2 separate regions of the Arachis hypogaea genome follow, and region 1 is linked to region 2. A link is a contact called in public Hi-C data. All regions are on one chromosome and are shown on one strand. The core of a region is the stretch at or near the end of the contact, and the rest is flanking DNA. Distances in the headings are between cores, read along the strand shown.

Region 1 (3,095 bases), core at 461-2,960, 35 kb after region 2:
TGATATTGCGGCTGAAAATTTTCTTCATGACAACATACATATGCATTATTAATTAGTGCCACATGCTATTTTCAACAAAAAAATTCGTACAAAATAAAATATCATTGCCTTTTAAAAAAATATCCTTATATGAATGAACACTTGAATTTACAATATCGAACACAAAAGTTGATTGTAATAAAATTAAATTCACTAAAGTGAGTATGCTAATAAATTTGATATATTAGAAGTAATCAATTAAAGCTTCTTGCAACCGTGATCGCTGTCAATAGTCAAATTGAATACATGGATAATAAATTATTAAATACTGAATAATTATTGCTAATAATTATAAAACAGGGATAAATATTACGTTGGTATTCGAAAGATTTTGTCGCTGACAAAATGATACATGACCTTTGTTATTAACAAAATAATTTTCGAAAGATTTTAAAATTTGACAGAAACATCCAAATATAAAAGCATGACGTCACATTGAACAAAAAATGCTAATCTAACAATCGGAAGAACTTCAGTAATAATGACAGAAAGCTTTGATGATATTTCTGACAAGGAGAACTTGCAACAATGACAATGGCATTATCGCATCCTGTTCTCTCTCAATCTCCCATCTCACCTCTCGTTCGTCTTACTCTCTTCCTCTGTAGTTTGAAGAAGAAGAGAAGATCGAAAGAGAAACAAAAGAAAGAAGAAGAAGAGAAGATCGAGTTCACTCTCTCTCCTCACGTTATATTCATTGCGTCGAAGGCCGCAGCTCTAACTGACTTCAGGGGCGGTGATAGTGCACAATAGCAATAATGGGACAGCTCCCTCCTTCCTCTTCTCCGTCGTGCCCATATCCTCTTACAATTTGTGTCTCTCTCTACTCTTCGAGCTTACCTCTCCTGCAACTGTGATAACGACGGTGATGGCAAACAGCAATTCTCCCTCTGTTGGCACCCTCTTCGTCCGCTTCTCTCCTTTTTCTTCTTCTCTTTTTTTTTCTCTCTTGATCTTTTCTTCTTCTTCAAGCTAGAGAGAAAAAGAGAAAGATAAACGAGAGGTAGGATGCGAGACTGAGAGAGAACTAGATAAAAAAACATCATTGTCGCAGCTGCAAGATTCCCTCTTTGTCAGAAATGCCATTGGAGCTTTCTGTCGCCATCACTGAAGCTCTTCCGATGATAAGATCAGCGGCTTCTGTTTGGGTGTATTTGTCAAATTTTAAAATATTTTGAGAGTTATTTGGTCAATAACAAAGATTAGATATTATTTTGTCAACGTCAAAATCTTTTGGATACCAATTTCGTATTTACATCTTATAAAACATGTGAAAGTAAAGTATTGTAACTCAATTTATTATTTTGTTAAAAAAAAAACCCTCAAATCCTAAACTCTCTGCAACCTTCTTGAACGTGAAAATTTTGCTGGGACGTTAAAGTCAAGTACTAGCCTATGAATTCAATAGCGTAAAATTTTTCTTTTTTAATATAGTTTATTTATTTTCCTATGATATGGTATTCTTAAATGCATGATACTAAGCAAAATCATGAATTTGGAAACTTTACTTTTCCATAATCAAAAATTCAAAAAGAACATTAAAATCCTGTTCTGGTCAAAGGATTTTGCCTTCCTCTCTTGCCTTTTTTTTTTTGGTACATTGTTTTGGTTTACTTTCAGGATATTGAGGAGAAGTAATATTACCTAAAAGCCCATATTTTTCAGTCTCGGTTACATATGTTTCTTATAGGCGTAACCTAACTCACTGTATTAAACGATGTTGTGACTTGTGTCGGAAAAAAATAGTGTTGCGACTCATTTCAAAAAACAGAACAGAGGTTGTGATTTGGGTTTACAGTCTGTTTATCCAAAACATTATGGGCTAAATAAATATTTGTGACTTTGCTTATAAAAAAATATGGCCCAAAGAGTCATCTTAGGCCCAAATAAATATCTTTTACCAGTTCACGTCAAAATTTATTTTTTAAGAAATTATTTTTCAATTTGACCGAAAAAAAAAATAAAATTATTTTTCTATTGTGACAAAAGATAAGTTCCCCATGTGCCTTTATTTTCTTTTTTTTCATCTTTTGGGTTTTTTAAAATATGAAGTGTTGGGTATAAGAAGATGGTTTCAATTTACAATTAAAATATTTTTTTAAAAAAATATTTGTTTTCACACTTAATTGTTATAAAGTTGTTATAAAGTTTGGATGATAATACTCTTTTAAAATATAATAAAACTAATAAATTTTTTAATTAACAATAATAAAAAATTTTAACTCTCTAATTAAACGTACACTTTTTATTTTCTATTGGTAGATTCACCAATAGAGGATTAGTATCTGAGTTTTATCCACTCGACCAACTCAAGTTGGTTAATTAAGTCTAACAGATGTTAATATTGTAAAATTGGTAATTTATTACGTGGAGGCAATTTTGGAAAACTAATGAAAAAATTGCTTGTTGTCATTTGGGCTGGAGACAAAAAAGGATAAGAAATATTATCTAAAAAAATAGGAAAAACCAAAATCTAAAGTTTTTGTATTATTTTTCCCTTCAAAATTCAAATCACAGCTTAAAGACAATGATGGATATTTCCAGAAGAAAATTGGTAGAAAAGATACTCGTGGAGGAATTTATCTTTATTGGGCTTTCCGTTCTAAGGGGCGACCGAACAACTTCACTGGAGTACAACTTCAGGGTAAGAAGAGTTAAACCCCAAAGTAGTTTCTGAGATTCACAAAATGTATCGATTTGGTCCCTGACTTCCTAAATACACTATTTATGTCCTCAAGATTGGAAAAAATGCACCTAGTTGGTCCCTTCCTTCTTTTCCGTCCAAATTCCTTCCCGGCGGCAGTGATGTGGCAATTTTTTGCCATGCTGGACATCCCAACGGTTACATGACATGGCTATCAAAAGTTTGTAACCCAATATGATCCCTGAGTCCCTTTTTAATCCTAATTACTGATGGAGTAGCGTACCACTTCTTCTTCTTCTTCTTCTTCTTCTTACGATGGTTGGACGTGCAAATGAGGGAGACTGGAGTTCTATTCTATTCGATCAATACTTTCACCACTTGAAGAATATACCTCAGCGAAAAAAAAAGGGGC
Region 2 (3,253 bases), core at 203-2,702:
TTTCGGAAAATGATGCATCTAGAACTAGAATTGGGACTATTCTAAGCCAAGACGGTCACCTCATTGCTTATTTCTCGAAAAAGCTAGCACCAACAGCACAGAAACAATCGGCATATGCAAGAGAAATGCAGGCAATTCTCGCGGCAGTGACTAAGTTTCGACATTATTTACTAGGCCATAAGTTTATCATCTGCACGGACCATAAAAGCTTGAAGGAACTCCAAACGCAATTCATTTAGACACCAGAACAGCAAACCTGGTTGGCCAAACTACTTGGTTATGATTTCTCCATAGAATACAAGCAGGGGTGCGAGAATAAAGCAGCAGACGAATTGTCCAGATCATTTTGGCAGCTCTCTACATCTTCTTGGGCATTATTACCGCTCTTAAAGGATAAGCATCAACGGTTTCGGCCAGAAACTGAATTTTCTGAAGATGAGATGAATTCTGGTAAGCTACAGAACCGTGGTGGGTTTTGGTACTGGACTGACCGATTAGTAATTCCTAATTCTTCATCTCTGGTACAACACCTGTTACGAGAATTTCATGATTCAATTGTGGGTGGCCATGGCGGCGTGCAAAAAACATTATCCAGATTATCCGCCCAATTTTATTGGAAGAACATACATTGCGCAATCAGTGAAGGACTACATCAAATCTTGCTCCATTTGCCAACAGGCCAAATACAGCACCCAACCTCTGGCCAATTTGTTAGAACCTCTCCCTATTCCGAGACATATTTGACAAGATCTTTCGATGGACTTCATCACCGGTTTACTCCCAGCCCACGGCTGCTCCGTCATATTGGTGGTGGTAGACTGTTTATCAAAATTTGCTTATTTCATATCGTTCCTGGCTGATTTTACAGCACCAAAAGTGGCAGAGGTCTTTCTTCGCAATGTGGTGAGTGTCCATGGTTTGCCACAGTCCATTGTCTTTGATCGGGACAAAGTCTTCACGAGCAAGTTCTGGGAGCAGTGCTGCAATGGCCAAAGTATACGCTTGGCTAGAAGCTCAGCGTACCACCCGGAATCTAATGGCCAAACTGAGGTGCTAAATCGTTGCCTAGAAATGTATCTGCGGTGCTATACGCAAGAGAACCCGAAGGACTGGTATAACCTTTTACCGTGGGCGGCTTTTAGCTATAACAGTTCTTTTCACTCCTCTATCGGCATGTCATCATACAAAGCAGTGTTTGGCAAGGACCCTCCTCCTTTATTGCGATATGAACCCCACCCGAAGGATCCCCCAGCTCTACAAGAACAACTACTCCTGCGAGACATGGTGTTAGCTTCCTTAAAATTGAACTTACAGAAGGCCCAAACCAGAATGAAGAACCAGGCAGATAGCAAACGCAGAGAATTAGAATTTCAGGTGGGAGATTTTGTGTACGTCAAGCTACAGCCTTATCGCCAGCGATCCGTGGCCCTGAGGCAGAACTAGAAATTATCCATGCGTTATTTTGGTCTTTTTCCAGTCATTGCTCGAATAGGTAAGGTAGCCTACAAGCTGGAACTCCCCAATACAGCCCAAATCCACCCTGTCTTTCACATATCTCTGCTCAAGAAGTGTGAAGGGGTCCCATCACCAACTACCATCCCTTCTCCGCTGTTAGTAGATGAGAAGGGCTATCAATTACAAGCTCAGACCACCTTGGGGCATCGAATGATAAAAAAAGATGGCAAGTGGATTGAAGAAGTTCTCATTAAGTGGCAAAATACCTCGGGAGAGGAGGCAACATGGGAACCCTATGAAGAAATGAAGACACAATATCCCAATTTTAACCTTGAGGACAAGGTCCATTTCAATGGAGGGGGTAATGTTACAAGTGAGAGGGAGAGAACCGTTAGAAAAAAGGGGAGCAACAGAAGGGATCTAACAAACTTTCACATGGAAGGAGAGGAGTGAGGAGCCAATATGAAGGAGCAGCAATTGATTGAGAATGGCATGAAAATTGTGAGAACCTTCTTTCTGCATATATCTTTCATTCTCTCTGTTCTTCTTTTCTATTTTCTTACTCTGTGCTGCTTCAGTCCTTTTCTGTGCAGGTGAACTTGGAACTTCCTATCTCATCCAAATTTTGTAAACATTCTCCAATTTTTCCATTAATTCTATACTTTATATACTTCTACAGATTTATACCTAGCCTTAATTGTGTACTTCCATACAGCTATACGCTTGTTCCTTTTTGATCTGGTAACAGATGTCTAGATTTTTTTATTTTTTAAAAAACTATGGTCATTCACAATAATCTTTTAAAAAAATGTATTTGATAAAAAATTACCAAAATTTAAGGATAAAAAGATCTTATTTTTCTAATAATAATTACAAAAATATGCATCAAAATTTGATCTTTAAAGTTATTTTTTAAAATATATATTTAATATCTAGTTCTTTATATTATATTTTTAAATCTTTCGAGGACTTATTTATCGTTTGCTCTTTTAAGGTTTGCTTTGTCAGTGAGCAAACTTCCGAGTACTATTTTAGTAGTTTATTCAAAAAAAAGAAAAATTTTATGTAAATAATTTGTATTAATAAATAAAATAAAATAAAATCAAGAATGATACATCATCAAAGGGTTCAAGAATTTGGTTATGGAATAGATGGTGGTGTTTTGGCTAGAAAAAGGGGTACTTTGTGTATTACCCCTAGGTGGACATGTCAGATGCAAGCTCAACACGCAGGGGGCGTGTTACCTACAGCACGTGGGGGGCATGGAAGACACGTGGCACGATCTGGTTGATCGAACCAGGCAGCACGTGGGGGCGTGCTGACGTGGCAAAGCGTGGTTGGTTCACTCAAGCAACACGTGGGGGCGTGCTGAGTCAGCACGGGGGGCGTGCTGATGTGGCAAAGCGTTGTTGGCTCACTCAAGCAGCACATGAGGGGCACCTCAAACTTGGTGGTGTATCACAACAATGAGATAATACGTAATACTCATGAGGGAGTGAGGTTTGTGTGCCAGAATCTGTTTTCATTTGTGGTTCCATGCACCATGACGTTAATAGAGCTGCAGAACGGCCTCTGTCAAAGCATGGAGAACGGTACATTAATGAGAGTGAGCATAATTCTATACTGAAATCCAGTTGTAGTTTTTGGTGGTCTAATACAGTTTATACCATGCTGATCATTGACGAAGCAAGTATGCAGAATATGTTTCAAATTCACCGGCAGACTCAGATGCGACAGCCACATATTGAGCTGTATGTTGAGTTTGAAACCATAGAGACAGTAGGATTCAAAATGATTT

What was found. Hi-C and Micro-C count contacts between places; a contact is called where the count stands out from the background.
Region 1: a contact with region 2 is called in a Hi-C map of leaf, with 2.0 times the contacts expected there. The contact joins the enhancer-like site here to the promoter of LOC140177385 in region 2. A contact is called at or near these places in 2 of 8 Hi-C or Micro-C datasets (both in leaf).

What each region holds. Positions count from the first base shown.
Region 1 is chr2:92,761,716-92,764,810 of arahy.Tifrunner.gnm2.J5K5, forward strand. No RefSeq gene overlaps it. Among protein-coding and RNA genes, the nearest start is that of LOC112751339, 19 kb to the left of the region's middle. Within about 2 kb of position 1,711, at least 2 of the 3 cell types and tissues checked have open chromatin away from gene starts, as enhancers often do.
Region 2 is chr2:92,727,297-92,730,549 of arahy.Tifrunner.gnm2.J5K5, forward strand. LOC140177385 reads left to right here and starts at 1,453. Exons shown (of 1, transcript XM_072210478.1): 1 at 1,453-1,908. The coding sequence starts at 1,453. The coding sequence ends at 1,908.